Linked DNA regions of Mus musculus: region 1 is linked to region 2. A link is a contact called in public ChIA-PET data. All regions are on one chromosome and are shown on one strand. The core of a region is the stretch at or near the end of the contact, and the rest is flanking DNA. Distances in the headings are between cores, read along the strand shown. Region 1 overlaps Spats2 (spermatogenesis associated, serine-rich 2). Region 2 holds the start of Dnajc22 (DnaJ heat shock protein family (Hsp40) member C22).

Region 1 (7,598 bases), core at 2,772-5,271, 54 kb after region 2:
TGTGTGGTTTTCCTCCTAGGATCTCCCTGGGGAAAGACATGACTGTCTGCGGAGATTCATCCTGACAAGAAGTTGATACCAGAGAAGGAAAAGAAATTGACAGCTAGAGAACAGAATCTTAAACAACCAGGATTTTGGATTTATCACTTCCAACTATAGACTTCTATTGCCACTTTTAAATTAGCAGGATTCCCAGAACTTGGACGAAGATAATTTCTTCTGGTTTTTGCTTGTTTTCTCTCTTTCTTTTCTTTTTTCTTTCTTTTTTAATTTGATCGTGAGGAAACTGCAATGTCTAGGAAACAAAGCCAGAAAGGTAAGATCACATATGTGCATAAATTGTTAAGAGAATGACTGTTGCCATCAGGGGATGTGTGTAGCTTAGTGGTGGATGCTTGCCCAGCATGCACGGGGCCCTGGGTTTTAGTCTCGAGCGTTGTGTGAATACGCAAGCCCCAGAGCATGGCGACAGGGACTAAAGCTCAGGCCTGGGGCACTCGTGAGGCGAGGATCCTCAGGTAGGTGTGTGGTTTGGAGCGGTTCATTCAGTAATGTGTCCTGAGCCACTTCTCAAGCATTGTCTTGGTGTTAGTTCTGCATATACGCTTGATAAGGGACTTGATCTCCTTAGAAATTGCTTTCCTGGGCTGGTGAGAAGGCTCAGCAGTTAAGAGCACTGACCCAGCACTCGGGAGGCAGAGGCAGGCAGATTTCTGAGTTCGAGGCCAGCCTGGTCTACAGAGTGAGTTCCAGGACAGCCAAGGCTACACAGAGAAACCCTGTCTCGAAAAACCAAAAAAAAAAAAAACAAAAAACAAAAAAAAAAAAACCAAAAAAACAAAAAACCCCAAAACAACCCACCCGCCCCCCAAAAACAAAACAAAAAAAACCAACAACAACAACAAACCCAAAAAAACTATGGACCGAAGCAAGTGGGGCCCAGAGCGAGCAGGGCTGGAGCAAGAGGGAGAAGGGAAGGGGAAAAGAAAAAGAAAAAAAAAGAAATTGCTTTCCTACTCAAGACAGATCTATCTAATTGTAATAAATTTGCTGGAGGGTGAGGTGTGACCCTCTGCTGCCGTCCGTTCCTACAATGATGGCAAGGCGTGAGGCGCGATGGGAGCTGCTTCCTGCCTCATGGTTCCTATTCTCAGGGAAGGAAGTGGTGTGAGGGTGAGGGCTTCCTGGCTCCTTTCCTTCTTTAGCTTTCCTTCCAGGTTTGCCTTCCTGGCAAAATGGAAGACACAGGCAGGAAGTATGAAGAGAGGTTACACTGAGGGAAGCAAAAATGGCTGCACAGGGCCCTTCTCCAGTGCACTGGAGCCGCCACGGGAGCCGAGGGTCACCACCGCACAGGGCCGCTGTGCCCTCATTTCAGGAATGGCCCAAGGTGTCTTGACTTTCTTCTCTTGTTCATTTTAATTTTCAGCCTAATGTTCTTTAATTCAAAACACAACTCCATGAATTGAGGTCTTCACATACTAAATACGCTTTTAATTTTGATTTGACAGTTCAAAAACCTAATAATATAATATGGCAGAGCTCCTCCTAGTTTTGAAAGTTTTATGTTCTTCATATAACAGATTTTAATAAAGAAAACTTACGCTGTAAGGAATGGTTAGGTTACTAAAAGAGTTCAAGTGTGATGACTTATAAACTGGAAAAAATGTATACTATCTCCTTTTAGTCAACAACATGATTGCTCTTGCTGCAGTTACACTTGAAGACAAGCTTCTATTCCCTCCTACACGTGAGAGCCACCGTGAGGAAAGGGGACATAGCACGTGGCTGTCAGTGATTTACTCCGACAAGAAGGGCCTCTGACAAGAAGGGCCTTCGTGTGTGTGTGTGTGTGTGTGTGTGTGTGTGTGTGTGTGTGTGTCTCCATGGAGTCCAGAAGAGCCTGTCAGAGCCCCCTGGAGCTGGAGTTACAGGTGGTTGTGAGCCTTTTGTGTGGATGCCAGGAACCAAACCTGCTCTTCTGTAAGGTTTATTTCTTTCATATTTCAAATAATTGCACTACTCTCCCCACCCTTTCCCCCTCCCACACCCTCTTATCTACCCTTCTTTGCTCGCTTTCAAACCGATAGCCTCTTTTTTCCGTGTAAGTGTTTGCTCTGAAAGGCTACCGGAGTATACTGCAGTGGTGTTATTCAGAGTGAGCTAGAAATCATACCAAGTGGCATTTTGTCATCTACATTTCCCATCTCTGATTTGCTCCCTTTTCAAGCATTCACGTGTATACTTGCGCGCATAGGTGCACGCGCACACACACACATGCACACAAGACTAAGGACAACCTTAGCTTTGTTCCTCTTTAGGTCTGGTCCTCATGGCTTTTAAAACAAGGCCTCTCTTGTAGCCTGGGACTTGCCAATTAGGCTAGGCTGGCTGGCCAGCAAGCTTGCATTAGTCAGCCTGCCTCTCACTCCCCAGCTGGGATTATAGATAGGCACACGCAAGCCACCAAGCAAGCCCAGCTTTGGTTTTGGACATTAAACTAGGGCCTCATCCTTGAACAGCAAGAGTGTTATGTATGGGGGAGCTGTCTCCTCAGCCCCATGTTTTCTTTATTTTTCTAAATGTCCTTTTTTTCTTAATCGTCCTTTTCTTCATTATTAAGCACTATTGGTAGAATAAAAGGTTATCACTCCGATACTAAAATCTTCAGTTTTGAAGCTTGAGAATACCCTAAGCTAGTTAACAGTTCTGCTTCTCTCTCTCTCCCCCCCTCCCTCCACTCTCTCTCTCTTTTGACAAGCTCTCTTAAGTAGCCCTGGCCTGCCTCTGCCTCGCTGGTGGCACTAAAGCTGCGTGCTGCTCCACTCCGTGTTGACAGCTTCCCTCCTTGCGCTTACGTTTGCAGTAGAGCCCAAGCTCCTACAGGTTCCAGTAGTTCATGTGAAGAAACAGCTCCATTTATAATTTTGTAACAGTTTTCCAAGCTGGTATGAAATGGCATGGCATAGCTCATTGATGAGGAAAAGCTAAGATATAGACTTACTAGACACCATGTTTATTTGCTGACCCATCTTTTATGACCCACCATGTAGGTCACCTCTGCTTTGCCCCTCATCCATACATGGCTGTTCCATCGCTCCCTCCCTCCCTCCCTCCCTCCCTCCCTCCCTCCCTCCCTCCCTCTGCTTCCCTTCTACCTGAACCTCCTTCCTTCTGTCCTTCCTTTCCCTCTCTCCTTACTTCCCTTCTCTCCCCTTTCTTTCTTTCATCTATCTTGTAACCCAGTGCCAGGGAGACAGAGACAGATGGATTTCTGGTACTCAGTTGCCAGCCAGCCTCGTCTAGGTGCAAGCCCCAGGCCAGAGAGAGACCCCGAGGAATGCTCACTTTGGTGGTCAGTGCTAGGTGTGTCCAGTTCATACAAGAACCACTGCTACAAGAGTTGACGTTGTTCAGGCATTTCTTTTCAGTTTATTTTTTAAAGAAGTTTTGTGTTTGCTTGCTTATTTATTCTGTGTGTGCATGTATCTGTGTAGGGACATGCATGGCTTCGTGTTTGAGTGTGTGACGTGGCGTCCATGTGCAGCTCAGAGGGGAACTTGGAGGAGTCCTTTTCTCCTTCTACCATCTGAGTGAGGCCCAGGGATGCACGCAGATCACCAGACTTGCCAATGAGACCTTTGCCTGCTGATTTACTGTGGGCTCTTGAGTTTACTTTTATTCTCTATGTAGCCTTGTGTGTCCCGGGAACTTGCTCTGTAGACCAGGCTGGCCTCAGACTCACAGAGATCCCCTGCCTCTGCCTCCCAAGTGCCCACCATGCCTGACTTACTTTTTAATTTTCAAAGAGAGTTGAATAATAGAAGAAAGATGGCTAATGATAGTCTGATAACCATACTTCCAGGTTATCTGGGCTTCCAGGCTTGCTCTTTTCTAACTTTGCCTGTATTTACCTGCATTTCTTACCTTTCTTTGGCCACGGTAACTATAAACCATACTGTTCCTCATCTACTTCCTGTCTGTGTAGAGTCAGAGCTGTGGGTTCCACAGGAAGCTGGCTGCCACGGCACTGTTGGCGTAATGGCTCTGTGCGGTAGTGTCAAGTGAACAACAGCAGGCATTTTGTGCAACACGGAGCGGAGCGCCACACTCAGTGTGTCACTCTGGACAGGGACAGTACTGTCTGTAACCGATGGCCCAGGCTGGGAGCATTGTTCAGTGGTAGAGCTTTTACCTAGTGTGCAGGAAGCCTTGGGTTTGATGCCCAGCACTGCAGAGTATGAGGAGGGAGTCTCAGATTATAATCCCATTTTTCACCTCACCTTGTCAAAGGAATGCTTTGTCATCATTTATATGGTAGGAAACGGTGTAATCAATCTAAATAAAAGCTACAAATTTAGTAGCTCCCTGCGAATCTCCACACCTGGGTGGACTCTTCTGTACACTTAAGTTGGCTATAGCAGTCTAGAGTGGAGGGTAGGCAGGTCTTCTGATGAAGAGCAATCTGTTCATGAAAGTCTCTTCAGCCGGGCGTGGTGGCGCACGCCTTTAATCCCAGCACTCGGGAGGCAGAGGCAGGTGGATTTCTGAGTTCGAGGCCAGCCTGGTCTACAAAGTGAGTTTCAGGACAACCAGGGCTATACAGAGAAACCCTGTCTCGAAAAACCAAAAAAAAAAAAAAAAAAAAAAAAAAAAAAAGTCTCTTCAGCACTTGACAGAGCCTCTGTGTGTTCACGTCTTTGTGTATATACCCAGAAGTGGGGTTGCTGAATCTTACAGTAGATCTGTTTAATCTTTAATGGAGCCACCATTTGGTTTACAGTGACAGCAGCCATGCGCCAAGCTTCAGTTGCCCCAGCTCTTTACCTCGGCTTTTTCTTGGGTTACTTTTGGCTTTATGTCATCATTAGGCCTAAAACACCTTTGTCTGATTTCTTTCCTTTCCTTCTCTCTCCTCCCCTCCTCGTTTCTCCTCTTCTTTTTCTCTTTTCTTTCCTGACTCGTCCAGCAGGTCCAGTTATTCGAGGGTCTCGAGGGGACCTTCTCCTAAGGACCAAATGGGGGTAGAGAGAGACGAGGGCCTTGTGCGAATAACACAGAAACGTTCTGAGTTGCGTCAAAGCCCCAATGTATTAGCCAGGCCCATGTACAAGCAAAAGGGGAAGTACAGGTACTTATCAGCAGGAGGGGTGGGGCAATACAAGCAAAAGGAGAAGTACTTATCAGTGGGGGGGGGGGCAATAGAAATTTTTTCTTTTGGCAGCTACACGGGGAAGCAGGAACTTGGTGGTATCAGGATGTGGTCAGGACTTCAGCGATGACTTAGGACTGGAACAATCTGTGGTTGTTCTCGGAATCGGTGTGTCGGTGGCCCGCTTTTGACCCCCTTTTCTTCTCGGGGGGGAGAGGCCCAATTCAGAGATCAGGACAATTGTGTTGTCTTAATAGCTCCTAACATCTCCCCCGTTTTAATATTTTTATAAAGGCATATTGTATAATAAATTTGTAGCTACGTTTTTAACGACCACCTAAATGTCTGTTTGCTCACCGGGTGAGTCTCTAAAACCACGAAGGACACAAGGACAAGTCATCTATGAGGCTTGAATCAATGGTTCCAGTCTGTTGGGTATCACCTGAGCTAGCCAAGGGATTTAGGAACGAAGCAAGCTCCGTGGGTAGAGGTAGAGGTCTGATCCCCAGTGTGCAATGTTAGAGGCCATGTACAGATTGACTCTTAGGCCCATAGATTTTTACCCAGAGTAACCCTGACCTGTTCCCGTGAGGTTTTTCCTGAGGGAAGGACCCTAGGCACTCAACCTTCATGTAATCAGACATGCCTCTCAGAGACTGTCTAACAGCTTCCAGACTAATCTCTGTGCAGTACTTAGTCTTACAACTCTCACGGGTGACGGCTTCAAGTTCTAATTTTTTGATGTGTCTAGCCTGGGATGACTGTTTAGCTTCCAATGTGGCGAGAATGTATATTACCATGTCTGAAGCACAGACTACGGCAATCTATAAATGATTCGTGGCATGAGACTGATGGCCGAATTTAGGGGGAGGGGAATGATCTTACTTAAGCATTTTATGGAAATTGAGTCTCCCCCCCCCCTCCAGACGAGGGTGATGAAGCGGCATCTATGTCTGACTCTTTTCTAGTAACCTGCTTGTTATCGCCAACGTCCAGCTGATGGTAATGAACTGAAACAAATGCGCTTGAAAGAGATGAATCAATTTGAGATTTAACAAATCGGGTCAATTTCTGAAATGCCCAAGGACCGTAGGAGATCAATAATAGGAGTCCCAATAGGGGCCCTAAAAGGGAGGGCAACAAGGTCGAAAGCCAGGGGGAGGTTGAAAACCAGTTTTGGTAGTCCACCTTTCCCCTAGGCCATTGTAAATACTTGTGTATGGGTGTAACTCAGCTATCTATAGTTCTAAGTATCTACTCTGGTTCCTCTTTAGGTCTTAAACTTCCTTCTTCCTAGATGATGGTAAATTCCTGTGTAAGGCAATGACCTAGCTTTTATTAAAGTGATAGTGTAATGCCAGAAGCAATTCTGAATGTCACTGTATAGGCAACGTTCTTCCTGAATTCCAAGCCCATGGTCAGCTCAAGGACTTTCTAGGATGCTATATCCTGTCCTATGCTAAGACTACTACTTCTAAGACATCCTTTGCCTCCAAATTTTTACCTATATAATATGTTGCTCTGACAAAGCTATGGAAATATTCCTATGCTTATCATTAACAAAATGGGCAGTATGTAGCTGTTGAACTAAGGCTGTGGTAGATACCTTTTTAAAGTTTGCATTTTCAGATTTTTAAACCAAGGATCATTTTCTAACTCTAATAGGCAGCAAAACATAAGCAGGTCTCTTACAAAAACATAACAGTAGATTCCTTATCTAAATCAGGATCTACACAGTTAGTTAACTGACAAGAATTACAGTGAATATAAAAAGACCTCCCAAGAGTTAAGAGATCTTAACTCTTAAAATTATCTAACAATAAGCATATAGGTAAGGTACACAAACTTTCATCGCTATAAGGAGCTGGCCTGAATGGCCAAAAACAGTGTCTCTGACGAAAGCATCTTGTACATTCTCTGTACCAGTCTTTTTGCCTCACGAGTCAGCTTTTTTAGTTGTTTGTATTTTAAGTTGGCACCAGGTTGGTACTCCTTGCTGCAGCCCATGGTGGAGATATGAAGTTTCTTTATCTGTTTGTAAGTGGCTGCTCTCCGATTTCTCCTCTTTTGTGCACTCAACACAGCTTTCTGGTCACCACTGTCAGGGTACTCACAGGTCACAGGTCAGCCTGTCATATTGGAAGCTAGCATGTTCTTGTAGAATTCTGTGGAAAAAACAGAAACATTCCCCCTTTTCCCCATATTAAGTATCTGAACAGGATCATGGCATGTGCCAATAAGTGGATCCTTTTTATCTGCCCTAGACACTATTATATCCAGTTTTTTGTTTTTTGTTTTTAAATAAAAATGTGACTTAAATAATGTGCACAGGGATATAATTCCCCCCTTCTTTGTTTTTAAAGAAGCTATAGTTTTTAAAGTTTTACAATACCTTGTCTTTGAGAATTATAAAATATCTCAGTAACATGTGTAACATTAAATTGTT
Region 2 (7,016 bases), core at 3,894-6,393:
AAGGATGGTTGTGAGCCACCATGTGGTTGCTGAGATTTGAACTCCAGACCTTTGGAAGAGCTGTCAGTGCTCTTAACCGCTGAGCCATCTCTCCAGCCCAAAAGATTTTATTTATTTATTTATTATATGTAAGTACATTGTAGCTGTCTTCAGGTCTCATTATGGGTGGTTGTGAGCCACCATGTGGTTGCTGGGATTTGAACTCAGGACCTCTGGAAGAACAATCAGTGCTCTTAACCGCTGAGCCATCTCTCCAGCGACACTGCGCTTCTTATCCCCCCCTCTCCTGAGTAAAATCCAAACCATCCACATCAAATCAAGAAATGCTCCAAATCCGGGCGAGCCCAAGTGGAGCCAAGAGGAAGTTCAAGGAGTCCAGGTTTTACTGTGGATTCTTTGGCTCTGGTTCCCAGCTGACAAATCAACATCTCAATCTGACAATTAGTGGTCCGGGGTTGGGGTAGGGTAGGGGGAGCAGGGCCCTTGCTGCTGTGGAGCCCTCCCGGCGGGAGGCAGAAGTGGGCGGTGCTGGCAGTGATGAACGACTCAGGGGGGGCCCAGGGCCCCGAGCGCGCATTCATTACTCTACTGACAGGCGGACGGGGGCCGGGTGGGCGGCGAGTGGACGTGCTGGGAAGGAGGCCAGTGACAGAAGCGGGAGCAAGGGAGCGTTTAACAGTCCCATCGCTCCCTCTATTCCTGGCTTTTCACTTCGACCCCCGGCCTTGACTACCTTGAACTTGGACTCCTGGTTGTTGGCCGGCTCCTTAATTAAAGAATGAGGGAGTCAGAGGTGGAGACAAACTCTGTCCTTGGATTAGGTGATTTAAGGTCAGATACCGAGACAGGATGTAGCTAGGTTTTAAAACTAGGCGCTTTGGTGCCTGACCTCAGAAGAATTGTGCGTGATTGCTCGCCCAGACAATGGCGTGTGCGTGGCGACCATGGACAGAGTGGATGGTTGCAAAGGCATCAGTGACTATGCGTGTCAGTGTCGGTGATGTGTCCCACTGATTTTATCCTTGGAGGATGAGCCACCACACCCATCCCGATATATGCCCCCCCCCCCCAACTTGCTGTCAGCTCTGCAGTTCTGGGGAAATGGCAGCAGCGTGCAGGGTGACAGCTGAGGTATGCTCCTGCGGATGTGTGGGGTGTTAACTGTGAGAGTGCTGTGACAACTGATCCCTCCCAGCCCTAACCCAAACACTGGAAGCAGTGGACACTCCTCCCCTCGCCCAAGTTTAGGTATCTAATTGCTTAGTCTTGCAGATGTGACTATTGCAAGAGTTCTTCATGACCTACATGGACAGCATATGCAATCTCCAGTACCAGTGCGGGATCTCCAATCCAGCTGGTCTCCCCTGGCTGGTGGTGATCTCCGAGAAAGGAGTGAGACTGAGCAAACACCTGTGTGATGCTCAAGCCAGAAAGACCAGATTCTTTTCTCTATCTTCCTTTCTTCTTCTTTCTCTGTTGTTGTTGTAGTTGTTGTTGCTGGAGACCGGGTTTCTCTGTATATCCTTGGCTGTCCTGGAATTCACTCTGCAGACTAGGTTGGCCTCAAACTCAGAGATCCACCCGCCTCTGCTTTCCCAGTGCTGGCATTAAAGCATGACCTGGGCTGCAGACCCCAACACCCAGATCTTTTGATTTCTAAGCGAATCCATCTCTTAGGGCCCAGAGAAGTAGTAGTTGCTGAAGACCCAAATCTTTGGACTCTTGCTTGGGCCTAGCTAATTACTAGTCCACAGCTTGGGAAGACAATACTACTTATAAATTACATTATAGTCATCTCTTTTTCGCCTAGCTCTGTCTCCACTCTTCCATTCATTCTCAAACCACTAAGAAGTTGAGACTGGCCTGACCAGGGCTGGACCTCCTGCACTTTATATAGAGAGCAGGGGATTCTGGGTCTCTGGAACATTGCTTTATAGGGCACCTCTAAGGCAGCTTCTGTTTGCCTTGCTATTCCCAGGTCTACATTGTTCTTGGGGCCACTCTAGTTTTGTCTCTTTCCCCTATGTTTTAACCTCTTTCAATTTTGTCTCGTCAAATTTGGGGTGGTCTTTGCTCCTCTTTGGGTTCCTGCCTCTGGGAATGACCCAGTGTAATAGTGATGTGCTGTGGAATCCAGGCAGCAGAGGTAGAGCTTCCTTGTTGCCACAAATGAGAACACAAGAATGACCAGGCCATGCCAGGGCACGCCCGCCGTCGCTTTTCATTCCGGGCACAGGCGCCTGGTCGATGCCCTGCTGTCCACCCTCCCCTGCAAACGGCCCTCCTCCTGGCCCCCGCCCCCTCCACCGGCTTGGAAAAGGCAAATTTGACATTTTTAAATCCCGAGCCTTAGAGGGATCGATGCGGCCCGAGGGCCCCGCCCGGGGTCGATATTCCTGATTGGGAAGCGGCCGCTGAGCGGAGCCGGGGTGTAAATCACCCGGACTGGGGGGCGTTGCGGGGGGAGGAACCAGGAAACCTACTGAATCCCACGCGCGCTCAGCGGCAGCTGGAAGGGTCTCTGCTCAGGCTGGACCGAGGGCGACCGACTAAGAAAGACAGGATTTAAAAGAAGCCGAGAGGAGCCCACCCAAGGCCTCCCCCCTCCCCCGTCTAGTCCTGCCAACTCCAGCGGCCGACTCCGGTCTCGCTTCAGCGGCCGCCATCCTCCGTTGCCCCTGGAGCCGCGAGGGAGGCCGGTGTCGGAGCCAGCCATGCAGCGTCTCCTCTCCGGCCGCTCCCGCGGGGCCCGGGCTTCGGCGGCGGCTGTCACGGAGCCGACAAGCTGGGCTGGCGGGGAGGAGGCGGGCGGGGGAGGTGTTGGGGGCGGAGGGGGGCAGCTGGAAGCCAGCGCAGTTCTCGCTCAGTGGGCGCAACAGATGTTTGCAGAATAGAGGAGCGACAAGGTGGTCTAGGGTAGCGAGCGGCGCCGGGGTGAGGGGACCTGGGCACACTTAGGAATGAGAGTGCAAACCTGCGACGTGAGCAGGCGCTGGAGGGCGCCGGCCAGAGAGACTGGGGAAAGGCTAAGCAACTTTTGGTCCTGTCTGGTCATCGCCTCGGCCTCCAGTACCTGCCGCGTTCGGTTGGGGAAACCGAGGCAGCTGAGACCGAGAGAGGCCTGGAAGATGAAAAATCGGGGACGGTGGCGAAGGTTGGGGTGGCCATCAATTTCCTCACGGGTTTCTGTATCAGCCAAGGCCAGCCCTGGGCCAGTGGCGGGTAAATACGTTACTATGCCCTCGACAGCTGCTCACACGCTCCCCTCCCTCCCGCTTCAGCTTGTCAGATTCCCCCCACCCCCACCCCACCTCCCACCCCGAGCCAGTTTATAGAACAACAATTTGGGGAAAACAATCCCGGCCGAGTGACGGCCCCGTAATTGTGACAAAGTGAGTGCGGACGGCTGGAGAGAGCGTAGGGCGGGAGCGAGGCAGGGCGAGGCGCAGGCAGGGGCTCCTCTCGCCCACCCTGTCACCCCTGTTCTCATTCCGGTCACCTCTCATCCCTCTCCTTGACTCTTCCTCAATTCTTCTTCTCTAGGTCCCCTGTGCCTCCCTTCTCGTTTCTCCATCGCTCTGCCCTCTCCTCACAGTAATGGTCCTCCTCTCGCCCCTCACCCTCCACCACCCTCCTCCAGATGTGCCTTTTCCTCGCTCATTTCTCACTCTCTTCTCCGTCCTCCACTCTTTTCTCCATCTTTTTCACGCGCTTACATTGCCCTTGGGTCCCAGGGCTCTACGGCAAAAATCTGCTTCGCTCCCTCCCCAGTCCGTCCTTTCTAGGCTGGGCCCGAAGCCTTCATCCCTTTCGCGTTTTTGGACACTTCTGGGCCCCTCCTGCGAGCAGGAGACCTGGCTCCCCGGGGTCCCCTCCCCCTCCAGGCGGTTCGCACTGGGCTCCCGGCTCCCGAGCGAGTTTGTTTGTCCAGCGGCGGCGGCTGCTTCTGCCCGCGCTGTTTGCCAAGCTTAGCGCGCCGCCGCGCAGAGCGGGCCCAATTAAGTCTCATTCATTATTCAGCGCCCCCGTCCGCCCCCCGTCCCCAGCCGTGGCTGGGTTGTCGTTTTGTCGCCCCTCCTCAGCCCTAAAGGGGCCATATCTAGTCCCCAGCTAGAACTAGACGTTGGAGGGAGCTAAAACATTCTGCCCACTGTTGACAAGTGACCCTAAGTGAAGCCCACCGGCTCCATCCCTACCTCTAATCAAGCCTGGGGAATTTCGTAGATCCAAGCTTCTTTTAAAAGAAACTGAAGCTCAGGAAAGGGTGTGACTTGGCCAAGGTCACGGAGCTGCTCGGGGATTGTAGCCCGGGATGTTGAAGGCATCTTGTAAGCCAGCTCCATTCCAGCGTCCAAGCGAGAAGGCAGGCTCCTCTCCCCCGAGTCTCCCTGGGTTTGCCCTTACTCTTCTGATGGCTCGCCCCCACCCTGTATCCCTTGCTGGTGTGGGTTCCCCCCCCCCCCTTTGCTTCAGGCTACAAGGGTCTGAACAGCTTCTGGCTCTATGGATTCTGGGCTATGCAGGCTCAGACTCCCAGGTCTGGCTGTGGAGTCCCCTAACTGGAAGGCCTGGAAGCAAGGTAGTGAGGCAGAATTGCGGGTCTTGAGGGGCTCTCTCCTTCACCTCTGAGTGGATGTCTCTCCTTTAAGAAATTAGACGTGATCCTATAATGGCCGTCTTGGAGTACAGAGAGAAGCGAGACAGGGATCACCTCCCATTTGTGGCGGAGAGGAGAGGAAGTCGAGATTTTTAATTTTATTGATAGAGTCGCCCTTTTTCTCCCGCCAGGTAGCTGCACGGTTCGGACAGCTTTGACCAGGAATGTCCCAACCTTGCAAAAAGGAGATCTGGGACTTTTGGGGACCCTCCCTTCCGTAAACGGCAGCGCCATCTGGCGGTGTTAATGAAGTGCTGCAAGAGGTGCGCACTGCCGGGAGTGGGGCGCGGTTCCAGGCCCTACAGTGTAAAACTGGGTGAGTCTGGGGAAAGCTTCCCGTAGAGAGGGCGATCAGAGCCCAGGAACACAGGACCGGAAGGTGGCTACGAAGGGGCTGACCAGGGCTTTCGGGGCGGGGCCTGCAGGAGGTGGCCTGACTTCAAACACAGTCACCCAGCACTGAGGGACAAAGTCCACTTGTGTGGAGGTGAGAGCAGTTACAGAGGGGCCATTTTGAATCTGTGTTCAAAGGCAATGGCTGTTCTGAAGCAGCCTGGAAGCCTGGGCTGCCAGGTACTGCGGCCCTGCTGGGACTGCCTGAGGGTGAGTTTGCTTGAAGTAGGTAAGACGATTGGCAGGCAGATTTGATATTCTGAGGATTTTTGCGGCCGCTTTGTAGAGTGCCTTCGATCTGGTTGATAGGGATAGGATGGCTGGGCTGTGGGGTGCTAAGGTCTGGGTCAAAATGTTCTCCAGAACGTTTAAGTGGAAGGAGTTCAGGGTCCCTTTCAAATTTGGCTTGTGGGAGAACGGCATAGTCTGGGGAGATGGGAAAGCTGGAAAGGGCTTTGGCCGAGTTACAGAATGCACCCGCTTACACACACACACACACACACACACACACACACACACACACACACACACACACACACACGATGTTAAAGGAGTGAGTTTGGCTAAGACACTGGCTTTCAAAGGGGTTTGAAACAGTGAAAAAGTATTCTCTTCAGCCCTTTCCTGTGAGCCATTACTATTCCAGAGTCTAAGGGGAGGATAGAAATTTAAGCTTCTTTTTTCCCCCTTCTTATTCTTTCTCAATTTTACTTTATGTACACGGGTGTTTTGCTTGAACCTTTGTGTGTGCACTGCATGCACTCCTGATATCCTTGGAGACCAGAAGAGGGCATCTATGAGCTGCCATGTGGGTGCTGGGAATTTAAACCCCAAGTGACCCCTGGGTCACCCGTTAGTCCCAAGCTTTTGAGTTGTTGTTGTTGTTGTTCAGGCACCTAGTTCTCAGTGTCCCAACTTAAAGTCACTTAAAACATTCTCTTCCTGGGGGTGGAGAGATGGCTCAGCCGGTTAAGAGCACTGACTCTACCTGGTGGTTCACAACCATCTGTAATGGGATCTGATGCCCTCTTCTGGTGTGTCTGAGCACAGCTACAGTGTACGTATGCATAATAATGAATAAATCTTAAAAACAAAAACATTCTCTTCCTTGGACATGGTGGCACATGCCTATAACCTCAGCACTTGAGGAGGTAGGGGCAGGAAGACCAAGATGTCCTCAGCTATGGCCGCATAAGACCAGTTTGGAACGTGCAATAAGACTGTGCCTCAAATATCAATAAATTAATAATAAATAAATGAAAATATTTTAATTGAAGCATTTCCTCCCTTAAATATGGAGTCACTGTGATTGTAAATAACAGGACTGGGGTGCTAACGGAAGATAGGAGACATCTAGTACCTGAGAGACCCCGAGGTAGGGCTAGCTTGATTTTTATTACTGCTGAGCCTTTCTCCTTGCTTCACCTCTCAGGCCTAAGGATGACCCTCCAGACTGCAGTGATTCTCACAGAGGACCTTGAGATTTCTGCAATTTGATCAATGTCAAACGCCACTGGATTTTCTCTGAGACTCTTGCCCTAGAGGATGGCCAAAGGGCTGCTGATGACCTATGTCCTTTGGGCTTTGGGGGGTCCTGTTGGGCTCCACCACCTGTACCTGGGAAGGGACAGCCATGCCCTGCTCTGGATGCTCACCCTGGGAGGTGGTGGGTTGGGCTGGCTCTGGGAATTCTGGAAGCTCCCGAGCTTTGTGGCTCAAGCCAACAGAGTCCAGAGTTGGAAACAGAGGCCGGAAGAGGAGAGACCACCTCTCAGTCTCCTTCGCTTTGCTTCCCAGATAGTAGTGGGTGTCTATTTTGGTCTTGTGGCTCTAGTCAGCCTTTCTTCCATGGACAACTTCTATATAGTGGGCCTCCCACTGGCTGTTGGCTTAGGGGTCTTGCTGGTAGCTGCTGTTGGTAACCAGACCTCAGACTTTAAGAATACCTTAGGAGCGGCCTTCCTCA

The links. ChIA-PET counts read pairs in DNA pulled down with a chosen protein or histone mark.
Region 1: a contact with region 2 is called in an RNA polymerase II ChIA-PET map of memory CD8 T cells, with 72 read pairs. The contact joins the enhancer-like site here to the promoter of Dnajc22 in region 2. A contact is called at or near these places in 2 of 39 promoter capture datasets (3T3-L1-derived adipocytes and macrophages), 6 of 115 datasets of contacts at active chromatin or transcription factors (bone marrow-derived dendritic cells, embryonic hindbrain, embryonic stem cells and 3 more) and 3 of 9 other capture datasets (adipose tissue, macrophages and pancreatic islet).

What each region holds. Positions count from the first base shown.
Region 1 is chr15:99,149,615-99,157,212 of GRCm38.p6, forward strand. Spats2 (spermatogenesis associated, serine-rich 2) reads left to right here. Exons shown (of 13, transcript NM_139140.1): 2 at 20-316. The coding sequence starts at 292. Among named protein-coding and RNA genes, the nearest start is that of Spats2, 27 kb to the left of the region's middle. Within about 2 kb of position 4,022, at least 22 of the 459 cell types and tissues checked have an H3K27ac peak or open chromatin away from gene starts, as enhancers often do. A contact at or near this core is called in memory CD8 T cells, where this site is marked.
Region 2 is chr15:99,094,341-99,101,356 of GRCm38.p6, forward strand. It overlaps Dnajc22 (DnaJ heat shock protein family (Hsp40) member C22), which reads left to right and starts at 5,144. Exons shown (of 3, transcript NM_176835.2): 1 at 5,144-5,260; 2 at 6,483-7,016. The coding sequence starts at 6,596.